Regions from separate parts of the Mus musculus genome. Here region 2 is linked to region 1. Evidence: chromatin contacts called from public Hi-C data. All regions are on one chromosome and are shown on one strand. Each heading gives the region's core, a stretch centred on a gene start, on an enhancer-like site or on the middle of the called end of the contact. The rest is flanking DNA. Distances are from core to core; before and after follow the strand shown. Region 1 has its middle 16 kb from the start of Gm33831. Region 2 overlaps Gm46038 (a long non-coding RNA gene).

Evidence for each region. A called contact is a pair of places that touch in the nucleus more often than the background predicts.
Region 2: a contact with region 1 is called in a Hi-C map of cerebral cortex, with 2.3 times the contacts expected there. The contact joins two enhancer-like sites. A contact is called at or near these places in 1 of 39 promoter capture datasets (the C10 cell line) and 5 of 484 Hi-C or Micro-C datasets (the HPC-7 cell line, brain, cerebral cortex and 2 more).

What each region holds. Positions count from the first base shown.
Region 1 is chr8:34,367,328-34,374,703 of GRCm38.p6, reverse strand. No RefSeq gene overlaps it. Among named protein-coding and RNA genes, the nearest start is that of Gm33831, 16 kb to the left of the region's middle. Within about 2 kb of position 2,508, at least 25 of the 459 cell types and tissues checked have an H3K27ac peak or open chromatin away from gene starts, as enhancers often do. A contact at or near this core is called in cerebral cortex, where this site is marked.
Region 2 is chr8:34,476,922-34,483,662 of GRCm38.p6, reverse strand. The region is part of intron 2 of Gm46038 (a long non-coding RNA gene); the gene reads right to left. Among named protein-coding and RNA genes, the nearest start is that of Gm39160, 7.3 kb to the right of the region's middle. Within about 2 kb of position 3,037, at least 24 of the 459 cell types and tissues checked have an H3K27ac peak or open chromatin away from gene starts, as enhancers often do. A contact at or near this core is called in cerebral cortex, where this site is marked.

The sequences.
Region 1 (7,376 bases), core at 1,259-3,758:
ACCAGGGTGTCTTAGAGACGATATAACCTGCCTGGAAATTCAATTATCTAGTAAGAAAAGGATGTTGTTGTCCCCTAGAAGTAGTGGCCACGATGGATCCAGCTCTACCACGTGAGTCCAGAAGGCCAGATGGGAAGAGAGGGGATAATAAGAGTTCACTGTGAAGGGGTCTATCTCAGGAGTCTCCAAGGACAGCAGTTGCCATGGCTGCACTTGTGTGTGCTAGATCATCAGAGTTCAAAAAAATGAGGTAATTCTATGTCACATGGTACCTGCACGCGGCTTCCGTCCCCACTCTGCACTCTGTGGATATGCAATCACAATGCGGTTTGCCATTTTATTTCAACAAATACGTGTCAGCATCTACTGTGCCCCAGGCACCAGAGCTATGAAAATGAGGGCGACCTGCCATGCCTTGTCTTAAGGCACCTACCTATCTGCGAGTGGGAGAAGAGATCCCCAATAAGAAAGTTCGAGTCATACTCTCTAACTGAGGAGGGAAAGACAAACATCCCAAACTGTTGAGTAATACAAACCCAGTAATTCAACCAGTTACTAAAAACATGTGTCAAGGGCAGAGGCATGTTATAGGTATTGATCAAGGATGGAGATGATGGAAGGGAATATCAATTAAAGGTCTTATTTGAAAGTGTCCCTTAAACCATGATTGGAAATAAGGTAGTGGCCAGGAGTTCTCATAATGACTCCCATCTCAAACTGTGACATCCAGGCAAAGAGCTTCTATGCTAAACAGAGCTGAGGAGTCCCCAACCTGGTGTGAAGGTCAAGCTGAACTATTTAAACGTCTCTCACAATCCATTCATAAACGATTTTAATATTCTTCACAGCATAGTAATTTTATAGACCAATAATAACTCTGTAAGTGGGGAACTGATAGGAAGAGGAGGGGAGGGGAGGGGAGGGGAGGGGGAGGAGAGTCTGGAGCTCAGAGATGTTAGGTGAATGGACTACAAGTACATTCCGTGAGAGGGCAGGGTCGCTTGGCCTGGTGGCATACAGTTCTGATCTCGCCTACTCAAGAAGCTGAGACTGAAGTATTAAAAATTCAAGGTCAGCCTAGGCTACAGAGTAAATACTAGACCATCCTAGGCAATTTAGAAAAAAATTCTATCAACTATAAAGTAAAGAGAGGGTGTGGGGGCCATGATTCGGCGCCAGTGTGAACAAAAACCCTAACGCTTTGAAAATATAAGGGCTCCATCTCAGGGTCCTGTCCACGGAGTCCACTGCTCCTCACAACAGGCCGCACTGTCTTGAAAATGGGATGATCATTATCTGAGCAGAAGAGGACTCATACTAACCCCCAGGAGATGGAGAACAGGTGTCAAAAGGGAAATTTGGGGAGAGGGCCATTCAGTGTTGTGACCTGCTTCAAAGGGCTAAGCTGCTAGGCCAGGGATGTATCCCCCACCTGAAGCGGGGTCCCCAGTACACCTAAGAGGGGAAGCTTTCGGAGCTTAGAGTAGGGCCAACCACAGGAAACCTGCACAAGAAATCCTAACCTCAATGGTCACATAGTCCCGGGGAACGATTTCTATCGAGGCTGGGTTCCACAAGGAACTTCCCGTTCTGGAGGACCCAGAAGTCGGCTCAGCAGGAGGTGGGACGGGATGCTCTTTTATGTATCCTCTGCTCTATTACAAAGCAAGGCCCCCTTCCCTCCCACTCCCACCCCACCCCAGCCATGCTGCTGCTCCAAAGGCTGCCCCAACCCATTGTCTCCTGGGCCACAGAATAGCACTTTCTGCCCACAAAGAAATGTAATTTACAGGCCACTTTCTCTTTAATCCACCAGAAAAAGGCAGGATGATGAGTCTGTGGGCAGAAATCCAATGTTACAAGGATTTCAACGGATGCAAATTGTTTCCTGGATAAGGGCTAATGACAGCTAATAGGCCGGTGCCGGGGGCTAGGCGGATGACCTAGCACCAGCTTCCTATTTCTGTCGGCCAAAATCGCAACTTCCATCTGCTATTTTCATCCTCCTCCCATGTTATTGTCACTGTGGCCACAGTTTCACACTCCTACTCCTCCCAAAGGACGTGAGCATGCTATTTTACATAGGAATACAAAAGCCTGAGCCTTCCCTCCAAGCTACTGGGAAATGAATCAGCACATGCCTCAGCTTCCTAGCCCACCTGAGTGGTCACGTGCGTGCGTGCGTGCGTGCGTGCGTCCATGCGTGCGTGCCTGCCTGCCTGCACTGCCCAATTTGGTTTGTTCAAAATGGAGTTGCTTGGAATGTATGAACTAGCAAGCCACTGAGTAATGGTGAATCACCCCTGGATGTTTTACCCAGGCCTCAGACAAGGAGCTGGCTCCCGTTGTAGCTTTTTGGGGGTCACTTAAATCCATCAGAGAGGAACGCACAGCCCCAAGCCTTGTGCTGAAGATGAAGCGCTGATCAAGAGCAAGATCAGCCGGGCACATAAAGACTACCAAGCATCCAAAAAGTGTTTCTGAGAGCTGACATCAGCCCACATGTTGGCAAAGCAGTAGAAAGTGTGGGAGTCAGGTGGCGAGGGAGGGGGTGCTCCAAGGATGTAGAAAAGACGCTAAAAATCCTTGTTTGACAAAGCAGGCTTGGGATGTGGTGGCAGAACACCACAGCCACACTGTCTTGGGCTAACTTAAGTTTTCTGTTTCTCCCATTATCCCGTTGCTGGTCTCCCCAGATGCTCTCCCACCCCCAGCCCTGCCTATCTCCAGCCCGGCTCTCATTAAGCTGCACAGCATACCTTTCTCGGGCTTCCTGACTCAATTTCCCCAGCATCATTCAGTCTGAGTCACAGGTTTTAATCACAAAGGCATTATGAAGTGTGCTTCTATTTCTATTCCCTCCGCTACGCTGTGACCATCTCAGGAGTAATGGGTTCTCGCCCATCTTTCTACCTGCTGTTATCCACGCAGAGCTTTAATGAATACCTCCTGGATAAATAAGGAGCGGCGAGGGACCAAGGAGAGGAGGAAAAATGGAAACTGGGGAAGGGAGGGAGAAAGCAAAGAAACAAGGAGGGCTGAGCTTATAGCTCAGCGAGATAATTGCGGAAACCATGTGATACAGGCTGGCTTGTACCAGGGAGAGCAAAGAGCAATTAAAATGTTTAATCTTCCTTGAATACTATTGATAAGGCTCTACATATGTGATTGACAAGGAAAACACAAAGACTTGCTAAGAGACTAAAAAAATGGGTTTTGAATGGGGTGATCTTGTTGCAGATAATAAGCTGCTTGCTGGCCCAGCTGCCTGCCTGCTCTGAGGTGTTGATGGCTTCTCCCTGCTGGTTAGAGAATCTAGGTAGAGAGAAAAACGGCCCTGCTGCTCACCGATCTGATCCCCTCCCCCAGGGAAGCAGGAAGACTTCCTCAGCCAAAGCTTCTGAAGGAGCTGACAGGCTTTCAAGAGCCCACCTCACCACTGGCCCCGAGACCTGCTCAGACCCTTTTAGGGAGATGCCAGAAGGAAAGGGGCAGACAGGAGGAGGCAGAGGAGGCCTACATGGGGGGGGTGGTGGTGTATCATTCCCTAACTTGTCAAATTTGCCTTTCCTCCCAACATCTATGAATCCATGCAGATGCTCTGACTAACCTGCTGAAGTGTCTGAGGAGAAGAAAGATTCCCTACCTCCTTGTTGATAACCAGGAAGCAAGAGTGTGGCTGAAGAGGAGGGGTAAGCCCCTAGAGCAGACTCACCACTCAACTTCCAACTCACACATGTCTATGGGAATTGGGGGACATGGTGAGTCACTTTATTTGTCAGCTTGGCCTGGGCCACAGGGTGTCCAGATAGTTGCTCAAACATTATTCTGGAAGCTGTTGTGAGAATTCATTAATTAAATTAGGTGGATGAGATTAACAGCTAACTCACTGTATTTGTTTTATGTGAGGGAATGGTCTATATGTTGTCTTAGTCAGGGTTTCTATTCCTGAACAAAACATCATGACCAAGAAGCAAGTCAGGGAGGAAAGGGTTTATTCAGCTTATGCTTAAACATTGCTGTTCATCACCAAAGGAAGTCAGGACAGGAACTCAAGCAGGTCAGGAACTTGGAGGCAGGAGCAGGTGCAGAGGCCATAGAATAATCTTCTTGTTTGCTTCCCCTGGCTTGCTCAACCTGCTTTCTTATAGAACCGAAGACTCCCAGCCTAGGGATGGCACCACCCACAATGGGCCTTCCCACTCTTGATCACTAATTGAGAAAATGTCCCACAGCTGGCTCTCATGGAGGCATTTCCTCAAGGGAGGCTCCTTTCTCTGTGATAACTACGCTTGTGTCAAGTTGACACCCTAAACTAGTGTGTGTGTGTATGTGTGTGTGTATACATATATATACTTATTTTTGAGAATTTCATATATGTACATAATATATATTGATCATATTTATCCCTGACTTCCCCATTCAAACTCCTCTTAGCCCCAACACATCTTCCTCCTGACTTCATGACTCTCTCCTCCTCCTCCTCCTCTCCTCCTCCTCCTCCTCCTCTCCTCTTCCCCTTCCATAAGCCATTGAGTCCAATTAGTGATGCTCATATGTAACAGGTGTGGAGCCATCTACTGTATCATGAGCAACCTACCAGTAGCCACTCAAAGGAATTCACTCTCTCCCCCAGAAGAAGCCATTAACTACCAATATCTCTTCAGCTAGGACTGGGGCCCAGTGAGTCTCCCCTCTCTGGTTTGGAATTTCTGCAGGTCTCATCTTGTGAAGACAGGTCTTGAATGAGTAATCAAAGCTTCTGTGAGTACTTGGGTGCAGAAGATATGTCACTGTATCCCTCCCTGTCTTCCAGGCCTTATATTTTTGTGTGCCCCTTCTTCTGCATGCCCCATGAACCTTGGTGGACTGGGGTGGGGGTGGGGGGTGATAAAGATGTCCTACTTAGGGACACTTATTTTCAGCACTTTAATGCTGAATCAGCCCCAGTTATGATTATCCACACTGAGCACTCTATACCACAAAAGAAAGATTCTCTGAGAGCAACACAATTCTCTGGGTATAAATGTAAATACTTAAGACAGCAGTTTTATAACAATATCATTTAACAGAACAATATAAGTCCCCCCACCAGGGTTTATGACTCACGGTCTTTTGACCAAGTTTCCACTACCAGGCATGAATTGTGTCCTGTGACTCAGGTTTCAAGTCCAATCAGAACTGGTTGGTTACCACCCAGACTGGGATGCCACGACTGCACTCTGTGCAGTCTTGGCATCGGTAAGAACGGTGCTGGGTAAGTTCGCTGATGTGTTTCCTTTCCCAGCAGCCTGCAGAGAACTATGAAAACTAGGAGCCAGGAATGAAGTCTCCCAGTCATGTCAAAAATCAACCAAAATATGTGAGGTCTTCAGCAATAAGGTCTTACCATCTCTATATGGCGGAAAACAGCCTGTACTATTTGGGGACCCTCAAGGGCTTCCCTGAATGGAGAGAGATGGAGTCTCAAAGTAGTTTTCATTTGCTTCTCCCTTGTGGCTAGCTTATAAAATATTCATTAGCCATTTGCATTTTCTGTTTTGAGAACTCTGTTTAGATCCACTGTGTGTGTGTGTGTGTGTGTGTATGTGTGTGTGTGTGTGTGTGTAAGTGTGCACACGTATGCAAGCATGCACATGTTTGAGTTGTTTGTTTTGTTGATATTTTGTTTCTTAAGTTCTTTGTATATTCTAGGTACTCGTCCTCTGTCAGATGTACAGCTGGCAAAGAGCTCTCTCCCATTCTGCAGGCTACCTTTTCATTCAATTGACTGTTTCCTTGCTGTACAGCGTTTTAAATTTTAAACTTCATAAGATCCCATTTGTTGTTTACCAGCCTTCTTTCCTGAGTGATCACAAGCCACTTGAGAACATCCTGTGCCCGTATCTTGAAGTGCACTCACTATTTTCTCCCTGGAAGTTACAGGATTTCAGTCTTATGCTGAAACTCCAGTTCAAGTGGTTCCAATATCCTCTTCTGGCTTCCACAGAGAGCAGGAAGGCACATAGTGCACAGAGTTATGCAAGCAAAATGCTATAGACATAAAATAAGAATAAAACATTTTAAATAAATAAACTTGAGAAGCCAAGGCTTAAGATGTCATTAGCCTAGTATAGCATGAACATAACCCTAAGCTCAAACATCAACATCAATTAATTAATTAATAGATAGTTAACTATTTTTTCTTTTTTCCCTTTTTTCTTAAATTTTATTTTATTTTAAATTTATGTTTACACTCTATATTCTATTCCCTTCCCCCCCCCATGCATTCTTCATCCGCTCCACATCCCACACCTCCTCCCCACCCCACCCCATCTCCACCCGACCTCCAGTCCCTTGAGGAGCTACTTAACTTATTAACTAGAAAAGACCACAGATACCAAGCTAATTTGATAACCAAAGTAAATGTTCTCGAATTTGATAAAATACTTCCCAGACAGAACCCAAGGAGAGTCCAGAATCACTTCTCTAATGTTCTTGCCAAAAAACTCACTGTGAAGGTCAGACAATGTCACAAGGAACACTGTCCAGAATGACCCTACCTAATCTCTGGGGTCAACATTATGAGGTCAAAGTAGTAGGAGACTGCCTGAATCTAGAGGCACAACTCAGGTTAGGGATACATCTTTTAGCCTCAAAGCACAGATCAGGGACAACTGAAGCCCAAGCCGTGTTTGCATATGATTATTATTGTTCAATGTTTACATATGAATCTTAATTACCTCATGATGGCAACTATAATGTGCTTCTACAGAGAATGCCTTCGTTTGTAGGAAACCTGCACCAAAATATTCAAGAATTCTGGAACCTTGTGTTGACAGCTTAGCTCCAAACCAGTTCCGAGGCTATGCCTTTTTTACTACCCCCAGGTGCACAGATACATTCACAGCTACATACGTAGCACTGTGTCTCTGGAGGAGAATGCACCTCTGTTCATAGGAGATTCTTATTGAAGTATTTTGGAGCAAAATGTTACATTGGGGAAAATGGGAGTGAAGAAAACATTGAGTTCTCTCTCTTTTTTAAAACTCCTTTAGGTGCTTTAAAACATTCCCAAATAAACAAATGGCAGAAAATATAAACAATAGAATTTATAGAATTTGCTAATGGAAAAAAATTGGGATTTGGAGATAGCTCAATCAGTAAAGTGCTTTCTCTGCAAGCAAGAGGCCTAAGTCTAATTTCCAGAATCTACATTAAAAGAAAGAAAGAAATCCAGGGTAGTGTCACCTGCTCGTAAACCCAGCATTGAGGAGATGGAGACAGGCAGGTTCCTGGAGCTGACTGGCTAGTCAGCCTAAGGAGTAACACCCATGGCTATCCTCTGACTTTGATACCTATATGTATACACACGCACACACACACACACACACACA
Region 2 (6,741 bases), core at 1,788-4,287, 110 kb before region 1:
ATCGCAGGGCATCAAAGGTGTAAAGGAAGAAAAAGAGGGCATCCTAGACAGACTCCTTACTATTCTCGCCTAAGCTGCCTCTGTCTATGGACTTACCTCTATATGAATGTCATCTTAGGATCACTATGAAAACTGCTCATTGTCTGAGGGCTGCCCCAGCTGATGACTGGGAAGGAGAACACCCAAGTCAAGGGTCTGTGTGAGAAGTGAGACTGACTGCAGAGGGTGGGAAGGCTGCCATCTCTAATTAGAAGGCTCGAAGGAAGCCAAGCTGTGTTTTAGGGAGGATTCCAACATCTGTGCTCTGCTTCCTTCACAGGCAGCCTGCCCCGAGGGCCCTTTAAGAAGAGGCTCCACACTCACCTGGTACACACTACGGTTGCTTCTTCCAGCTTTACATCCTTGAATATGGTCCAGAATTGTATGTTCAAATTCTACCTTTGGCCACAGAATGAGTCTCCCCAAACCCCAACCCCCAGTGGAAAAGAAGGGAACAGGTTCTCTTTTATTCCCTTTAATTTATTTATTTATTTATTTTACATCCTAATTGCAGCCCCCTCTCTCCTCCCACTCCCCCTCACACAGCCCTTTCCTTCCCCTTCTCTGAGAAGGGGTAAGCCTCCAATGGGTACCAACCCACCCTGTCTCATCAAGTCACTTCAGGACTAGGCACATCCTCTCTCACTGAGGCCAAATGAGGCAGCTCAACTAGCGGAATGAGATCCACATGCAGGCAACAGAATAAGGTAACAGATAAGCCCCCAACTCCAAGTTGTTGGGTGGGACCCACTTGAAGACCAAGCTGTACATTTGCTACATATATTTGGGGGACCTACGTCCAGCCCATGTTTGCTCTTTGGTTGGTAGGTCAGTCTCTGGGAGCCCAAGGGTCTAGGTTAGTTGACTCTGTTGGTCTTCCTGTGGAGTTCCTGTCCCCCTTGGATCCTTCAATCCTTCCCACAACTCTTCCACAAGACTCTCTGAGCTCCATCTAATGTTTGGCTCTGGGTCTCTGCATCTGTTTTGGCCAGCTGCTGGGTGGAGCCTCTCAGAAGACAGTTATGCTAGGCTCCTGTCTGTAAGCATAACAGAGTGCAAACTTGTACAACCACCCTGGGAATCAATTTGGCATTTTCTCAGAAAACTGGGAATAGTTCTACCTCTAAACTCAGCTATAACACTCCTGAGCATATACCCAAAGATGCTCCACCATCCCACAAGGACACTTGCTCAACCATGTTCATAGCAACTTTATTTGTAATAACCAGAAACTGGAAACAACCCACAAATCCCTCAACCAAAGAATGGGTAAAGGAAATGTGGTAAATCTACACAATGGAATACTACTCAGTTCTTAAAAACAAGGGCATCATTGAAATTTGCAGGCAAAAGGATGGAACTAGAAAATATCATCCTGAGTGAGGTAACCCAGATACAAAAGGACATACATGCTATGTACTCACTGATAAACTGATATTAGTCATAAAGTACAGAGCACCTAGGTGACACTCCACAGACCTCCAAAATGCTAAATAACAAGGAGGGCCCAAGGGAGGATATGTGAATCTTACTCGGAAGAAGAAATAAATTAGTCATCAGAGATGGATAGAGGGAGGAAACTGGGTGGGAGAGAGCAATGGGGAGGGGGGTGAATTGGGTGTGGGGAGAGAGGTCTTGGAGAGTATGAATGGAGATTGGCAGCAGTTAGGGTGGGGGAGGCGAGCATCTCAAGGACATGCGAGATGGGGGGACGCTCCAGGGGGTCTATGAGGGTGACTAATTGAAGCTCCCAGCAGTGGGGGATATGGAGCCTGAAGTGGCCACCTCCTGTAGCTAAGCAAGACCCCTACTGGAGGGATAAGGACACCATCCCAAAATGTGCCCTGCCTACAAGAAATGCAGGGACAAAGATAGAGCAGAGACTGTAGGAACAGCCAACCAATGACTGGCCCAACTAGAAACCCATCCCATGGACAAGAACCAATCCCTGACACTATTAATATTATGCAGTAGGAACTGATTGCAGAAGGGTATGGATTCTTAACATGATTTCTTACCACTAATACCTACCCTGTTACCAAATACTGATTCTCCACAGGGTGGGATAGTACTCAGAAGCAAATGAGCATCGTGAGAGGACCTCCCATGCCCTACATCTATTGTCCACGGTGTCGCTGGCCAGTCTCCTAGATTCTGGAGACTTTTGCTTAAGATCTTGTGTCTAGGATCTGAAGTTGAGAGCAGGTTGTTTAAAACCCTCTCTAAGTTTGTTTTCCATACATGAAAAATGAGAGGTTCAGAAAAGCCGTGGCCCCAGGGTGCTCATGTGCTAGGGCAACAAGATCCAAAACTGCCAGTCTTTCTTTCTGCTGGGGTGGGACTACCTGTTCCAGGACCCAAGTCAGAACCCTTTCCCATCTGAGTTTCAGATCATTCTTTCCCTTCTTCCTACCCCTCAGTGAGGGAAGCCCTTTGCTGCTAACATTTATTCCTAACATTTATCTTTGTCACATGAAATGATGCAACACCTTAGTTAAGACTTATTGTCCTTCCTAAAGTTTTATTTATGTTTTAGTTCTCTTTAAAGAGCAATTGGAAAGGATCTTAGGAAAAGGGTCTAATACACCAGATATTTAATAATGAGCTCACAGCAGAACCACCCCTTCAATGCTCTACCTGACCCCCCTTTTTGCTTAAAGGCTGATCTAGTCTATAGACTGACAATTGAAGAAAATCTACACGAAACACACTCAATAAACATATTGGACCAACCTTGGCATGCTTACTTCCTGGGCAAATGCCCCACAGTTTGGAGACATTCAAGGACATCCCCACTCCGCAACCAGGCTCACTTTTCCTTATTAAAGAGGAACAAGCAACCTCCCTGTGTGTGTTACCTGCAGGTAAAGCCATGCCTCCATCCCAGCATTCCCAGGGAACAGGAGAGAGGCTGGGATCCACCCCCACTATGCTATGTTTGGAGGCAGTAGTCAGATGGGGAGGAAGTCACGAAGGAACGTCTGAATCAGATGGTATTTCACCCACCACACAGCCTGGGTGACTTGTGTTCTCATCCACACAAGTCAAACAGTCCTCCAGGCTTGCTAAAAGCGACCCAAAGAGGCTTGGGGTGACAGGGACATCCAGTCAGCATTGAAGATAGGGGAGGTGGGATGGGAGGGTGGAGAAAAGGCAGGGCATACTGTTGGTAGGGGAAAGACAATGAATTCAACAGGTTTTCCTCTCAAGGTTAGAAGGGGACAGATGGAGAGGGTAGAGGTAACTTTCATTTGGAACCCCACCCCCACTCCTTTCTTCCCTAGGATTCTCCACTTCCAGATCCCCTGCCCAATCACAGATTCCTCTCCAATGCCTGCAACCCGAGTGTGATGGTTTGTATATCCTTGGACCAGGGAGTGGCACCATCTGAAGGTGTGGCCTTGTTGGAATAGGTGTGACCTGGTTGGAATGGGTGTGTCACTGTGGGTATGGGTATAAGATCCTCACCCTAGTTGCCTGGATGTCAGTCTTCCACTAGCAGCCTTTGGATGAAGACATAGAACTCTCAGCTCCTCCTACGCCATGCCTGCCTGGATACTGCCATGCTCCCACCTTGATGATAATGGACTGAACCTCTGAACATGTAAGCCAGTCCCAATTAAATGTTGTTTTTTATAAGACTTGCCTTGGTCATGGTGTCTGTTCACAGCAGTAAAACCCTAACTAAGACACCAAGAAAGCAATTTCTGATAGGCCCATATAGGAACCAAGGTGAAGGAATTTTGATATCTGGGTTTCTGTGTACCACCTAGCTGAAGGTATCTCTGAGTTAGCTATTCCTTATATGGCTTTATGTCCCAGCCTGCACTGGGAACATACCAATCTCTTGATAAGGATCTTTTGATTCGAATGGCTCACCCAGGATTAGGAACTAAGGAAGTGCTAACATGGAACCTCCCTTGAAGAATTCCATGGATTATTACCATCAGAATCTTCATGCCTGGGACAGATGAAAACCTACCCCAGAAGTTCGTCTGAGAACCCCACAGGCAGGCACTCCAAGCTACTGGGGGAAAAGCTTGTTCTATTATTATCAGAGTCTAATAATTCTTAGATGGCTGTTATAGCTGACTCCCCAACTATGTGATGTGGTTACCCCACATAGAGTGGACCCCCCTGGACGGTCAGCAGACTTACTCTATTAAGAGGCAGCCCAAAGCAAGTGGAGAGTATATGGAGAGGAGGGGTTGAAGGGAGGAAAAGGAAGTGGGGAATGTTGTAATTATATTCTAACTTCAAAAGATTAAAAAAGACACAGCTTTTTTAACTTTCTTTGGACTCAAATTTTTGTTTTGGTATTTCTCTGTTTCTAGGTATTTTGTTTTATTTTGTTTGGGATGTGATGGTTTGGGTTGTTTATTTGTTTCTTTGTTTGTTTGTTTTTCCTGTTTTGTTTTCCAGACGAGGTCTCACATCTCACTCTGTAACCCAGGCTGGCCAACTTGCAATGACCTTTTGCGTCAGCCTCCTGAGTGCCAAAAATACAGGCCTGAGTCACTGCACCTGGCTTCGTCTGACTCTTATGTCACATGAAACCTCTACTTTATCAAGGGCCAAAAAGTATTTGTATAACACACCTCTATCAGGGTCACTTCATTCCTTGGGGACATCTGATAGGTATTTATTTACATACTGGTAAAGACATAGATTTATAACTGAATGTTTTATATTGTAGGAAATGTAGGTTGTTTTGGGTTGAGAATAATCTGGACAGATTCCCTTATTGTTAACATTTATTCTGATTAAAGAAAAAAAATAATGAGGCTAACAAAACCTTCCCACCCCTCGCATGTCACACCCAACCTTCCAAGGGCAGCAGGAAGGCTGTGTACCAGCTCTGCTGCTACAGAAACCTCCTGGCACAAAAACTTTCAACCTGGGGACAGAAGGCCAGAGTCTGATAGAGCACAGGAAAGTATTACAAAGACTCTGCAGCTGGACTGTCTGGGTACTGGCTTGGTGTGGGGGAGCAGGTGTGTGCTAAGGGGCAGTCCAGAGTCCCCTGATGGTCACAAGGATTGCACAATTAGCACTGAATGGCAGCAGGTGACCATATCTGCTATCTAGAGTATAGTCACACTTAGGGACCTGGGACAGACTGACAGTTTTTTATTAAAATGTTTCCATGGATAAAGAAACAATAGTTATTATGTTGTCCCCAAAATGCCCATGAAAATTGATGCTGGGCTCCAAGTGATTCTAAGAAGGACTGAATCACAGAACTATCTACTCTCAAAGTGCTGAACGGGAGACATCGTGAGGCAGTGAACTAATTGTCTGTTACTAATTGTCTGATACGGAGAACCAATCAAAAGCTCACATTCTCATTTTCTCTATATGCCAGGAACTGCTCTGAGCCCTTTTCAAGGACTAGAACATGACACCCTTAGAATAACCTGAGGTATAAGCCATTACCATTCCTACACTAGAGCTGGGCAGCCAAGGCAGAACGAGCCTGGAACATCACAGAGGACCCTAGCCTTGACCCTAGCCTACTGTTTGTATTGCTTCTGGGTTCCATCAGTGTGGTATTCTTGTCTTTTTGAGATGGGGGTCTCGCTGTACAGCTGTGACCCCCAACTCCTCATGTAGATTGTGCCAGCCTCTGATTTGCAATAAATTTCCTGAGTGCTGGCATCACAGGTGTGTGCTATCACTCCCAACAAGGGCACAATCTTGATGAACAGTGTCACCATAAGACTCTAAGCCCTACCCCTGGCCTCTCCACTACCCAGGATACTTTAGGGCAGTGGTTCTCAATCCTCCTAATGCTGTGACCCTTTAATATAGTTCCTTGTGTTGTGGTGAACCCCCCCACCATAAAATTATTTTTACTACTTCATAACTCTAGGTTTGCTACTGTTATGAATTATGATGTAAATACCTGTGTTTTCTGGTGGTCTTAGGTGACCCTTGTGAAAAGGTCATTGAAGCAACCCCACGAGTTGAGAACCGTTGCTCTAAGAATTCCCAGTGATTCACATTTGTGACCTTTCCTATAAATGGGTCTGTTCGTATTACCATTGGTGGCTTCATCTCATATTGCCATTGCTAGATCCATCTTTTCCATTTGGTTTAGCTTCTGTTAACTGATGAGTTACAAGAACCTTAATGAAAGTGGTAAGGTTAGATTGGGAAACTGACAGAAGCATGAGCTGAGACTCTGAGGAACATCCTCCGCCACAAGCACGCAGGGGTTAAGGTGGTACGGGCTTAACACACTCTCTCCCATTAGCAATGCTGTGAATCCCAAAATACTCTCTCTGGGTCCCCACCTCTCTATGATTTTGGAATCCCAGAAACAAAAACCATCTCCCGTAGTCACCTCTATGGCTTCCTAGAGCAGAGCTGACTCTTCACCTCTCACGGGAGACATCGGTATCAAGGAGCGGGTAAATCCTAGACCCCATTACAACCAAAGCCTTCAATGCTCTTCTGGAACAGAGAAATGTGTGTGTATGTATACATCAAATTCCAGTTCATGAAAAATAAAGACCAGGGAAATCACAGAGAATCAGAGAGGTTAAATCATTTACTTTAGACCACACAGCTATGCAATAATGTCTTTCTTTCCCTAACATGAAGCATAGGGGCTTCTCCTTAAATGTGCAGTTATCTGTCAGAACTGAGGAAGATCGGGGAACCTCTATAGCTTCTGTTATGCACATAGAGAACAATCTG